Linked DNA regions of Mus musculus: region 1 is linked to region 2. A link is a contact called in public Hi-C data. All regions are on one chromosome and are shown on one strand. Each heading gives the region's core, a stretch centred on a gene start, on an enhancer-like site or on the middle of the called end of the contact. The rest is flanking DNA. Distances are from core to core; before and after follow the strand shown.

The links. A called contact is a pair of places that touch in the nucleus more often than the background predicts.
Region 1: a Hi-C map of liver shows a contact between it and region 2, with 1.7 times the contacts expected there. The contact joins the promoter of Aox1 here to the enhancer-like site in region 2. A contact is called at or near these places in 6 of 39 promoter capture datasets (the 3T3-L1 cell line, the HPC-7 cell line, embryonic stem cells and 3 more), 2 of 484 Hi-C or Micro-C datasets (B cells and liver), 1 of 115 datasets of contacts at active chromatin or transcription factors (pancreatic cancer cells) and 2 of 9 other capture datasets (adipose tissue and liver).

Annotation. Positions count from the first base shown.
Region 1 is chr1:58,025,130-58,031,955 of GRCm38.p6, reverse strand. It overlaps Aox1 (aldehyde oxidase 1), which reads right to left and starts at 1,987. Exons shown (of 35, transcript NM_009676.2): 1 at 1,898-1,987. The coding sequence starts at 1,939. Sgo2a (shugoshin 2A) reads right to left here. Exons shown (of 9, transcript NM_199007.2): 9 at 5,679-6,826.
Region 2 is chr1:57,844,837-57,851,684 of GRCm38.p6, reverse strand. The region is part of intron 3 of Spats2l (spermatogenesis associated, serine-rich 2-like); the gene reads right to left. Among named protein-coding and RNA genes, the nearest start is that of Spats2l, 73 kb to the right of the region's middle. Within about 2 kb of position 1,589, at least 63 of the 459 cell types and tissues checked have an H3K27ac peak or open chromatin away from gene starts, as enhancers often do. A contact at or near this core is called in adipose tissue, liver, pancreatic cancer cells and 1 more, where this site is marked.

The DNA.
Region 1 (6,826 bases), core at 738-3,237, 180 kb before region 2:
TGTGCTTGTTAAGAACCCTGCTGTTTGGAAGCAGGAGAGGGAGGATGAGGGGGAGGAGGGAGGAGACCTCAGACTCAACATGGCTGCTGTCTTGCTTTAGACTCTTAGCATCATTTATAAAGCTGTACCCTGGCTCCTGACCACACCTCCAGCCCTAGCAATCTATTCCCATCATATGTAAACAAACATTCTTCTGCTCCAGGACCTTTGCACCTGGATATCTCTACCTGAAATTCCTTTCACATATATGTGTGTGTGTGTGTATTTGTATACACATATACATATGTGAGTGTTTGTGTGTGTGCATTTGTATACATATATGTCTATATGTGGTTTGTGTGTATGTGTCTGTGTGCACGCGCTTGACTGGGTCCTACTTCATCCCAGACACTGCTCCAATGCCCCCTGATCTGAAAGGTCAACGCATCCCCTCCATCCACCCCATCAGTTTCTGCTCATCACTCCGTTTTCATGCCAGCACCTGCCGCTGCTTGACACCACACTCTCTCCATTTATTTATATGCCTGTTGGCTGTTTCCCCAGCAGTGTAGCAGTGTCAACCCCTCACCAGCAGGGGTCGCATCCTTTCTGTGGTTTGCTATATCCCATAAGCTTAAACATAGCTTAGTATCTGTTAGGATGTTCATGAAAACACACAATGGATATTCATGATTGCTCTTTTCGCAATAAGTAGTGTTGGCCTGTTAGTAGCCTTGGAGTCTGCCTCCAAGAGGCAGTGAGGCTCCAGTGAGCGGCAATGGATTCCGTTCGTTTAGTAAGGACAGAATACACTCCAGCTTTTTCTGTTATGCAAAAGGAAACGGAAGGAACAGGGCAGCCATTTCACCCATTATTCTAGTTCACCTTCATGGTAGTCCTGTGGGGAGATGGGGGGACAGCTAATGGGTTTCATCTATTTAAGGATCCATCTATCCCGCTTCAGGGCCATGAAGCAGGGACTCATAAAGGTTTTTTTTTTTTTTAAATGGGGGCTTCTATGATTTGGGAGACCCTGTTCTTCAAGGAAGAAAACACATTACAAAACTACAGCAGTGTGACTCAACTTCATAGCCTCCGAAGAGTCCTCACACAGGAAAGGTCTGGTTGGCGCTAAACCTTCCTTGGCTTCCAGTTGGTCAGCCAGTGCCAGCTAGAACAAGGGCTCTGGCTGTCCCTAGCCAGACACAGGGAACACAGCGGGATCCAAAGGGCGGAACTGACATTGTGGACAGCAGCTCTCCACCCCCCACTCAAAGTGCTATCAGTTTACACAGAGAACACTCCAGATGAGCTGGGCCACTGCCCAGACGGCTGCTTTAAACGATGCCCAGAGGCTTTGCTGTCCCCAAGCAACAGGATTTGCCTGGAGCCGCCATAAAAGTCTTCAGAGCCAAGGCACACACACAAATAAAACAAAATGCCACACTCGGCAGGAGCCCCTGATTCTGGCAAGCTGTGCTGTGCCAGGAACTTGCTTTGGCTTCACCAAGTTGAAAAATCACAGAGTAGCTAGAACCAGTGCACCTCTGTGGCCCTGTTAAAGCTGGGTATTGCTCACCCAGACAAGCAGAGACTTGAGGCTACTTATTTAATTGTGCTGGAAGATCTTATCAGCCGGAGGCTTTAAGGGAGGGAAGGTCTGGATGCTCCCCGTCCGGAAGGGAGAGGCCCTGGGATTCAGACATTCTGAAATTCTTAGTCTTCCATGCGCTGGTCGTGATGCGAAAGGTCTGAAAAATAATCTGATCTCCTTTGAGTTTTATAATGCAGATTCCTATGCTGAGGACCCAATGAGACCCCATGCTAAGGTTTCAGCGAAAGCAGGGCGCAGGCTGGGATAGGGCCCAGAACTGGGGTCCGGGGTGGTGCAGGAGTCTGCCTACCCGCGGGCTCTCACCTTCTGGCCATTCACGTAGAAGAGCAGCTGAATGGGGTCCATGACTCCGAGGTCCCTAGCAGGTCCCTAGCAGCGCCAGTCCTTGCAGAGAATAAATTGCCCGAGGCTACAGGGCGGGGCTTGTCTGTGCTTCTAAGTCTCCACCCTCCCAGAAAGTTTTGGAAGAGCCAATGCTGCAGAGGTCCTAAAGGGAAAACTCTCCTGACACTACAGAGTGTGCCAGCGTGGGAGACAAGCTGAAATCTTTGGGTTTTGGCATCGATGGGAGAGAGGGGTAGCTGGGCGGCCAGCCTCAGGAAGTCCTGAGTCATTGCTCTAGTATCTGTGCCAATGCTTGCTTATTGAAGTGGTTTCCAGAATCCTCTCGTTTGTTTAGGGGGAAGGCAGCCTGGCTGTACTGCTGAGTCACTTCCCAAGAGTCCTGCGCCCTTAACCTCACTTTTTGGCTTTCTTTATATTTTAGAATCCACTTTATAAAACCTGGCAAGTCTCAAATGAGACCAAATTATTTTCCAGGCCTTAGTATATCTCCCTAGGTTATTTTATTCATGCAATACAACATCCCCACCCCTCAATACCCATTCACACAGGGTTTCTCTGGGTAACAGCCTGGCTGTCTTGGAACTCTTCTTTGTAGACCAGGCTGGCCTCGAAATCACAGATCTCCACCTGCCTCTGCCCCTTGAGTGCTGAGATTAAAGGTATGCACCACTACACAACATTTTTATTGTGAAAACTTCCCGTTTGTAGGTAGAGGAGAAGAAACCACATCTCAGCAATTCCAGGAGTGGTTAACAGTAAGTGGCTAACACCTCCTTGCTTCCCAAGGATCTTAAGCACATTTCAGACAGTGTTTTACCAGTAGACAGAAAACGTGTGTGTATGTGTGTGTGTGTGTGTGTGTGTGTGTGTGTGTGTGTGTGTGTGTGTGTGTGTAAGCATCACTATAAAGCTATGGCTAGTTTGGAATTTACTGGCTTTGAACTGACAGCTTCTATCAGCTTCTGCCTCTTCCTGAGTGCTGGAATCAAAGGTGTGTGTGAGCCTCCATATCTGTCAAACATTTTCTTTTTTGAAAAATACTTTATGTTTGACAGGATCTGGGGAAATGGCTCAGAGGTTAAGAGCTTCCAGGACCCAGGACTAGAACAAACCTGTTTTCTTTATAAAGTATCCAGTTTGGGGCATTCTGCTTTAGCAATAGTGAAGAGATTAAAAGATTAGATGAACAGATTAAAAGCTAGAATTCTTTTACTCTCCTGATGCCAATAATCTCCATTCTAAAATCTTACTAACTAGAGATGGCTCAGTGGCTCAGAGCATTTGTTTCTAACAGATTCAATTCCTAACATTCACAGTCTTCTGAAACTCCAGTTCCAGGGAATCTCATTTCCTTCTTCTAATGATCCAGGGCCCCTGGCATATGCACATGTACACATCTACTCCCCCCCCCACCCACACACACCTACACACACACACATACACACACATGCCCATATATATACACACATATACTCACACACATGCATTCGCATGTACATATACACATATGCACACACATACACAGGCATACAGACACACAGGCAAAACATTCATACACATAAAATACATATTTAAAAAATTAAGCTATTTCAAACCACCCTAGGTACACGGTGATAGTCTTTTTCAAAGCAAAGGGCTAAAACACAAGGTTTCAGGATCCATAGCTGTTTTCATATCAGTACATTGATAAATATTCCTAGACCATTGTGTATGTGAGTGTGCACACGTGCACTATTAGTGTTACTCGGATTCCCACCCATACTTCTCTACTCTGCCTTAAGGCCAGGATTTTGCAAATCATCTTTCTCTCTTGCCAGGCCTCTTTAGTCTTCAGCAACGCAGGGTCTTAGACGTAGGGAAGGCAATGAGGAAAATGTGCCATATTGTCTGGGTTGTGGGGACTCAGAGCAGCCACTCTGGCAGCACCTGCTGGCTCCAGAGTAGCAGAGCAGTGTCCATGAAGGCATGGACACCAGCAACAGGAGAGGCCTGGGGCTCACGCTTTTTAATTCCATCCTTTCTCTTCCTGCAGTCCCTTCTGTGGTGCCCCAGGGTCCCCTCCCTTCCTCTCGCTTTCTCAGTTCTTTAGAGTACTGCGAACAGTGATTACGGACTTTTATCTCTTGGTTGGGTGCTAATCGAATTTCTGTCAGTGCCAAGCAGCTTGACAAAGTCAGTACCACTCGACTCTTCAAAAACCACTCAAAATAATAATGGTTTATGCTGCAATGCGATTATAGTACAGGTTTTCTGGTCATAAAAGTCACCATCCTTTTCAGGAGAGGCATTCTCATAGAATTTAGAAACAAGACAAAGACGCTGTTGCCAGCACTACCAAACATTCTCAGGAAATGGACATGACTAGATAAGAAAAGCCAGAAAAGCCTGGAGAATTGTAACCAAGGAAAAACCCGGGCTTGCCTGCTTTCACTTCATACGGCTGAGCTGTACATGAAGCTGCCTGGTGTCTTAAAATTACACCTTTTGCTATTTCTCCCTGTTCTCCATCCAGCAGAAGATACTTTTGTTAATGGCTAACTGCAGGCTAACTTCTTAGGAAAAGGATCTCAAACTCACTAAGCAGTGGTAACTTTTCTCTCGACTTAAAGAGTCTATGTTATCCAGACTTGTCAAACTGAGGGCCAACCAGTTGCCAGTTGTGCTAATCACAGGTGAAATAGTGGTTAACTTGCAATGAAGTGATTATGTGTAATCATTCAGATATGAATGCCCCCCCCCAGGCTTGTGTTTTCAATATTTGGTTTCCCCAGCTGGTGGCCTTATTTTGGCAGGTGGGTCTAGCTGGACAAAGTGGGTCACAGGACCCTAGTCTCCCTGCTTCCTTTTTAAGACGACCTACTTTTCTCTGCCATATGTCCCAGCACTCATACCCATCTGCCTGGCAGGGACAAGCCTCCACGGATCAACCCTCTTTCCACTTTTAAGGTGCTCTACAGGTATTTGGCTATTAATGGTAAAAAAGAAACCAGAGGCAGGCAGATTTCTGAGTTTGAGGCCAGCCTGCTCTACAGAGTGAGTTCCAGGACAGCCAGGACTATACAGAGAAACCCTGTCACAAAAAAAGGAAAGAAACAAAAAAGAAAAAAAAAACAAACAAAAAACAAAAAAACAAAAAACTGAACTAAAATCTCGGCCAGGCAGTGGTACGCGCCTTTAATCCCAACACTTGGGAGGCAGAGGAAGGCGGATTTCTGAGTTCAAGGCTAGCTTGGTCTACAGAGTGAGTTCCAGGACAGCCAGGGCTACACAGAGAAACCCTGTCTTGAAAAACGAAAGAAAGAAAGAAAGAAAGAAAGAAAGAAAGGAAGGAAGGAAGGAAGGAAGGAAGGAAGGAAGGAAGGAAGGAAGGAGGAAACCAACGCTTCTTTTATTTAAAGAATATAGGGACTGGCCTAAGAGATGAAAGAGCTGCTGTGGTATATCACACACTTCTGGCAAAGAGAAAACATCCAGGATGAAGACCGCCCAGAATATAGGGCTCCGCCTGCCTCCTCAGCTCCCATCCCTTCCTTCCTATCCAGGCCCTCTCTCCCCTCCCTATAAAGCTGAGTCCCCAAAGCCGGCCTTTGTTCTATCACCTTCCAAAGTTTCTGACCTTGCACAAACTTCTTTCTCACCAACTCATGGCTTTTGAGCAAGGAATTTGTATTCGTCATGGAATCACAAAAATAGGGTCAGACAGCTTGCTTCAAGAAGTATGTCTAGAAAATAGTTATGTCATAAGAGGGTTTATTAATCAACACAAAATTCAGTAATCTTCATATTTGCAAACAGTAAATTAGAAAAACTGAAGAGAAAGCCTCGCTTGTGCCAACCCCACAGAAGAACAAAATGCCTAATGGTAAATTTATTAAAAGATTTTCAAAACTTATGAGGAAAATACTGACATTCTAAAGAGAATTAATTGGGCTGGTGAGATGGCTCAGCAGTTAAGAGCACGGACTGCTCTTCCAAAGGTCCCGAGTTCAGATCCCAGCAACCACATGGTGGCTCACAACCATCTATTAACAAAAATCTGATGCCCTCTTCTGGAGTGTCTGAAGACAGCTACAGTGTACACACATATAATAGATAAATAAATAAATAGATAGATAAATAAATCTTTAAAACTTTTTTTAATTTGTATTTAAAAAATAAATAAAGAGAATTAATGATAAAATGATACATAAGTGAATAGGAGTCAGGAAAATCAACAATTGACACACATGGGAATACAACACAACGCTAAAAACTTCAAATCAGTAGATAGATACGAGCTCTTAAGTCAATAAATCACTTGAGAAATAGTAAAATATTACAGGTATACTTCACATCATACAACAAACTCTGTATTAGTCTGAAATTTAAATGTAGGGCTCACAAAAACCGCTCAGTGGGCAAAAAGCAAAGCAGGTGACTTGAGTTCCACCCTCTAGCAGGTCCTCATGAGGAAAGCAGAGCCGACTCTCCACATGCTCTGTAGCATGAATGTGTGCACGCACACAACCTAAACATTTTTTAAATTAAAACCATGGGTACTTTATAACCTGAAAACGTTTTTTTTAAGTGTGATCAAACTCTACCAATAGTAAAAGAAAGATACTTGGTATAAAATATGAAGTAATTTGCATGGGAGAGAGAAATAAAGGGAAATCTCATAAAAGGTAGAAAAAAAAAAAAGGAACAAAAACTATACTGTCAGAGGGATTCCAGGAGGTCAGTATTCCTGGAGCATGAACAGATGTCAGAAAGGCAACCCTCCCCACAAAGTAAATGTTCTGTTAACAAGGCCTCCAACCTCCACTGCACAGGCAGGGTGGTGTGTTCCTGTGTTTTAGCAGTAAAGATGGCATCCTCAATGTTAGGAAGACAAGATAGCCTGATATA
Region 2 (6,848 bases), core at 340-2,839:
ACACATACACACACACACAGACACATACACACACACAGACACACACACACAGACACACAGACACACACAGACACACACATACACACACACACATACACACACACACACACACACAGACACACAGACACACACACATACACACACACACACACACACAAGTGTTTGCGCCTTTCAGTTGGTGCTGTCCTGCCTGGTGCTCAGAAGCACACTTGGCCTCTGCAATGCTTCGTGCACCATGGGAGCAGACTCATTCCTGTCTCCTGTGAGGATGAACTGTGTTGTGGCCTCAGCCTTTGAGACTCTGTTTCCTGCTATGAACTGCATCTGACCAGTCAGTCTCTTTAATCTCAGCCTTGTTTACTCTCGATAGTAAAGGAACATGCCCTCCAAGAGACCCATTTTTACCAGCCTGCCTATGACAAAGGCCAGCATCCAACCATGGGAACCGACAGCCCCACAAGCTGCAGACAGAAGCCTTCAGTGTTGAATTGGTCCTTTGGTGAGTCTTTAGAGACAAAAGGTCTTCCCAATTCCTCTAATCCTTGCTTGGTTATGACACCTGGTAGTGTATTATGGATCAATGTGATGCATGATTCATTCCTTAACATTTGTTGATCACAAGAGCTTCAAGTCTACAAGGCAGAGAGAACTCTGAATTCTTCAAAGAAAAAACTCTCACTTGGTTTCTAATTTTTATTAGCACTTGAAGCTATTCTTGGAACAAACAGTGTTACTGGGGCCTAACTGTAGGCTTGTACCGCATATGGCACTGGTCAATGGTGAGCTACATACAGGTTGGCATATGACACACATGTGATCTGTGGAAGAGGCTGCACAATATAGACATGTGTACATGTACTCCATGATGCTTGTACAACAATGAAGTTGCCTAATGATTTTTCCTCAGCATTGGTGTTCTGAGACATAACAACTGTACTCTAGTCTACGAAACCGTGTTCCCGGCCAGTCTATCAGCCAGCACAAAGACGCCCCAAAATCTAAATGCTGTTATTCACGTAGCGTTTCAAAAGCTTAGTTAATGTTTTAAGATTTTTTTTCTTAAAATTATAACTTGGATAGCTATAATACCATTTTAAATATGTTTTATCATATATTTTAGTATATACCCTAGACAAAAATAAAGACCACGAAAGTTGTAAAATACTTATTAGGCAAAGACATCAGTCACAAAGGAAAGAATTCACCACTTTAATATATCATCTCCACACTCCTCCAGAGTAAAATTAATAAAACATAAATATGGTTAACACGGACCACTTCAGGCATGAAGTTCTATCAAACTGAAGTACCCGCTGAGTGATGCCCTTACTTAGCATGCCTTAATGCCATTCTGAAACCTGCGAGCTTCCAAACAAAAGGAAACATTTTTATGAGAAATAAAGCCGAGTAGTAGGAATCCTGACAAATATATTTACCTTAGCATTTCTAATTGGCATAATTCAATGAAGTTTCCTGGGTATGTCAGTGTGATCAACTGCCTACTCCCAAGTTCACATATTTGTGTTTCTCCTGCAGTCATGGAAACAGGAAAACTTCCAAGAGTGTCCTGAGATGCCTGGCTGATTAGCATTTGCCCTGGCTCTCTGTGGAGGCCCTGATGGGACTTGGTTTCACTTTTGTTTCTCTGGAACCCAGGATGGCTCTCCGGTTTAGTTTCTTGTTCTCAGGTTGTTCACACTGTCTGAAGTGGCCTCGGAGAACCAGAGGTAGCCAGGAGAGAAACTTAAGAAAATGATCTTAATGACTGCTACTGAGGCACAATTTGTAAAAAAACAAAAACAAAAACAAAAAAACATAACAATCAGACTGTTTATCTGGGGATATTGCTAGAGTAATAAGTTATCATTGTGAGTGGACAGTAAGTGTCCTAACTTCATGATGGGACAGGTTAGAGACCCTTCAGGTGTCTTGCCTAATGACCAGAAACTCCTCAACTGAGGTATTTGGAAAAGAGAGGTTTGGGTGGTCCAGAGGAGCTGAGGTTGTGATTGAAAAACAACTGCTCTCCAGCTCGATGTCCCATATAGCTGCTCTGGAATGTGCTAGAAATATAAAATAGTTCCAGGAATTTACAGACTTAACACAAAAAGAATATAAACTGTCTCATTCATATTTTTATATTGCCTGTATGTTAAAATAATAAAATAGATAAGTTAAGCAAAGCATAGTACCCAATTTTTAAATCCATTCCTTTTATTTATATATTTCCTTTAGCATGTCTACTACAAAATTCAAAATCGTGTCTGTGGGCATGCATATGTTCTACTGCAAAGTACTGTACCAGAGCAGTGGTTCTTGGGGATGGGGGTTCCCCAAGGAATGTCCTCACCACTGAGGACTTGTTAGAAATGCAAATAGTCTGCCACATGACAGACTGGGTGACTCAGGAGCTGGGCTGAGGGAGAAGGAAGGTGGCAATCAGGGTTTCAGCCAGGCTCATGGTCAGAGACCCCACAGAAGCCTGGATGGATAAACAGGGTTATTTCCTACGAACTGAAGCGTGGTGCTTTTGCTAAGGTTATCAATATCATTTAGCACACTTACAGAGAGCTCGTAATGTGTCAGGACTCTGCTACATCTAGACCCAACTCATTTGGTTTTTGGGTTATTTTTTTTAAATTTTTATTTATCCCTCTTAACTTCGAGGTAGAAACTAGAACTCGTTTCATTCTATACTTGTGAGCACTGAGCACAAAGAGACTAAGTCAAAAACCTGCAAAAAGTTAAGAGGACCGAGACTCAAACCGAGCCCTGCTGCCTCAGCTCACAGTAACTGTCAGAGTTCGGGGACTCTGAACTATCGTACCAACAGTCTTGAAGGTCCCACTTTTTGCCAAAAGAATGTCCACCGGTCTTCCTGAATAGGAACATCTTAAGAGACATCTGCAGTTTTTCTTAGTTCAGGGCATGCTATTACCTTTGAAAGACTGACTCATTTCATCTTCCACCTGACATCCATCATCCCAGAGCGACATGCAGTAGGAGTAGATAGGAAAGGAGCCAGGCTTGGGCAGGGGAGCTGAGGAAGCCGCACTTGTCTGTAAAGGATGCCTTTCATCCTGACAGGGCCTCATGTAGGCCTGGCATGTGAGCCTCAGGTCTCTGAGTGCGGAGAAAAGGTGGATGTATTCAATGACCTTTACAGTCCTTTGTAGCTCCTGGGCACTGCAAGTCAGAAAAGGCACCCGGAGTTGATGGGGACTCTTAGAGTGGCGGGAAGCTGACCATTCACCTGCAGAAAGGGCACGGGCTTGATGTAGCAGGCTACTTCTCTATGTAGATCACCTTCCAACTAGTTCAGAGACTCACTGTCCAGTCTTCCATGCACAGTGGGGTGCTTGCATGCCAACCGAGGAGGAAAATACTTATTCTTTTGTGAAGTGGAGAGTTGATCTGCATTTACTACCAGGAAGGGTTCCTCTTGCCTGAACTTCCCTCTGGTGCTCTGGGCCAGTGTCACCTCTCTGCACTTATTAATTATTGAGGTCTCAGATTTACAATCTCATGGGTTCTTTTTTTTTTAAGTTCTCATGCTTTTAAGGTTGCGTATAGAGCCCTGTTCCTTAGAGGAAATTCTCTTTGTTAAGAACGAGGATATACAAACAACGAGACAGCATGGTGACACAAATATGAATTTTGTAGGGCAGTACTTCCTTGGACATTTTTGTTTAATTTGGAGGAAAAAAACCCTCAAGGTTGCATTTTTATTCAAAGACACTTCAATGTACTCAACCCACTGTTAGCACAGCTTCACTGAATAGCATTTTAAGGGCAAATGTCAGGAAAAAATGTTCACATTTAAAAGCTTTGGCTCAGCCTCTTTTGAAAAGCAGGGTTAGCCTTTCCTTTAGAAATGTCTCTGCCTACTAAATTCTTTGTGGGGGGAAGAAAGAAAATTGAATGTTTTATTTAAACAGGTCATTAACAGTCAATACTTATTTGAAAAGGCCTGCTTTCAGAGGCAGATAAAAGCCTCCAGTCACTTAGAATATCACTTGAGCGGATCGAGGGCAGGATGTGCCCATGCGAATTTCAGACCTTTCTGGGAGAAATGTCTTCACCAACAGACAGGTGCTCATGTGGGCAGGAGGGTCCTGTGCCTCTGAGTTCCCCGTGGACGAGGTGTGGACAGGTGCTCATATAGATGCAGGGTCCTGTGCCTCTGAGCACCCATCGACATGGCGTAGACAAGATATGTCAGGGCCAATACAGAGCACCCTGCATGACAGGCCCACTTTGATTTTCCCCTTTTGCTAATAGTCCCAGCACATGCTTATGAGTGGAGATTAACCATTTTTGCATAATGTGCCAAAGCATCCATCTCCCCACCCCCACCCCATCCCCGGCTGAGCACAAGGGGAAGCTACAAAGCAGAGGGCAGTGGAGATCAATGGGGTGATCCCAGCTGGTGCAGGCTCTGAGCTGAGGCTGCACATACTCTTTGAGTTCTATTAACATTCATCTGTGGCATGGGTTTTCCATTTAATTTAAAATATTTTGATTTCACAGGTCTTTGATGGCTAGAGAATATAAATAAATGCCTCTCTCCAGAAGCAACCTGACACTGGCGCCTATAAAGCCCCACTTTTGATGGCTAGGCTTTAAAACAAACGCGTTTCCATAGAGATGCGGGGTGACCTGGACCTTGTACAAGCAGCCACTTGTTTCAGGATTTCAATTACACGGGGGTTCTTTTAAGATGCTGTGATGTAAACGCCAGTTATTAAAATAGGCTCGTCCTCAAAGATGCCTCTAGAAAGGCCAGTGTGAGAAGCAGAGAAGGGGGTTCAGAAGACACCTCCCCACTCCATCTCAAAGCAAGCCACAGGAACTGTGTCCACGTAGACCACACAGGTTTTCTTTTCCTTCCTTCCCATTGCCCACAGGACAAATACCAAATCCCAGAGGGCTTAAGACAAGAGCTTTACACAACTCTTTACCCTCCAGAGCCCAAAATCTTAGCACAAACTCTCCTCGAATGCTAAAAAAGAAACACAGAATGCTTTCCTTCCGTCCACCATTAACCACCTAGAGGGGCAGGCCTCGGAAAGGGCAAGGGTTTACCTTCTTTGTCTTTGACCATTCATTTAATACCAACAATGTATCAGGTCTGTGGAGGATGCTGGGAAGGCTCAAAGCTAACACCGAGTGAATGCTTATCATCTTCCCTGAGAATTTTCTATGCATTTCCAGGTATTAATTAATTTTATCCTCACAACAGGCTTTATGCTAGACGAAGTTGTGTTCTTGTCAACTTCCTATTAGAGAAACTGAGATGGAAGAACAGAGAGGCAAGGCACACAAGTAAGCAGCGCTGTTCAGTTGGGATTTGAACTTGGATCTCTGGTCCCAAAACTCCTGTTCTCCAAAGAGTTGACAGATTCAGTGATAAAAAGACTTGTGGTCACACAAGCTCAGAAAAGAATGGGATGTGGGAGTGGGAGAGGACACTGGAGTTGAAACTGTCGAAATCAGAGCTCTACAAGGAACAACTGTGGATTCCATCTGTACTAATGGTGAGGCCCACCCAGGCCGCTCACAGGTTTGCTGTTGCAGGTAGCAGGTAGCTTTTTTCTAGTATCCACCCCAAAATATGGCATGGCTGTCCCAAAAGGAAACAGAAGACCCTTAACTAAACGTAGTGAACGCCTACAGGTACACAGCCAATTCAGGAAGGCCGGCTCAGTTGCTGCTGAACAAATTCTCAGTACAGAAACCATTGGTTACTCAGAGTGTGTTTCAGTTTCAAAATCTCCTGTCCAACCAAGGCACAGTAGTACTTCTTCACATTTTAAAAAAATAAATATCAAACGACCTTCTCAAAGCAGCAGAGAAATCCTTGTTCTTGAAATGTCTCAGGCAGCAGCTGGATTAGAGCTTGCCTCTTAGAACCAACCTGTCTCTCTTGGTCCAGCCTGTTTCCCCCCCATCCCCCCACCAGCTCTTCCTAAGCAGTCCCAATCAACCAGCCTTGACTTACTCTCAAGGTTCAGCTTCGGGCTGTCAGGCATAGATTAGTCCAGCTACTTGCTTCTTCATCAGCAGTCAAGCAGCCAATTCTGTTCCCCCACGGGCCACTTTTATCAACTTTTGTTTACTGTGACCAGTAAGTCACTGCAAGAGTGACAAGGTGGAGCCAGGAACCGGAGTAGCGGCAGGATCTTGGGTGTGTCTGATTAATCATCAATGGACTAGTGGCCTCGGACACCCAAGCCTGAGAGGGCCTCCCCTACTGAAGGCGTCCTTTCATACAGTTGTCCAGTGTCTCTGTCTTCATGCCCATGCTACTGAATGCCCAGCTCTTCCCTCTTCTTACCCTGGGGATGTAGATCCATAAAACAGAACCTGCAACCTTTACACTGGCTGTGTAGAGGCCGAGAGCCAGTTCAGGCTGGGATGGCAGTCACCATTCCAAAGGTCAGTTGTAGGTATGATTGTCTGCTAAGGGCATCTCATCTTCCCCGAGACACTAGGAACGGCTTGTTAATCAATGAGTCAACTGTTCTGGCACTATACCCAGAGGTAACCATTTCTAAATCCTGTGTCTGGTTCTAGACCCAAGTGAAAAATGTGTTAGCTAACCTAGCCTTCAGTGCTATCATGAAAAAGGGTCAGATTCCTGCTCTTTGCCAGTGAAAGACTAGTATAAGGAGCATGGCTTGGGGTAACCATTCGGAAGCTTCTTGTTGGGTCCATTTTTACCTGGGTCCATTCTATTCATGTTACCCAGTTTGCTGCTTTGGTTTTCTTTAGAAAATTAAAATGATCTAAACGATCATCTAAATTATGAGCTAAAAACGATCTAAACTAAACGATCTAAACTGAAC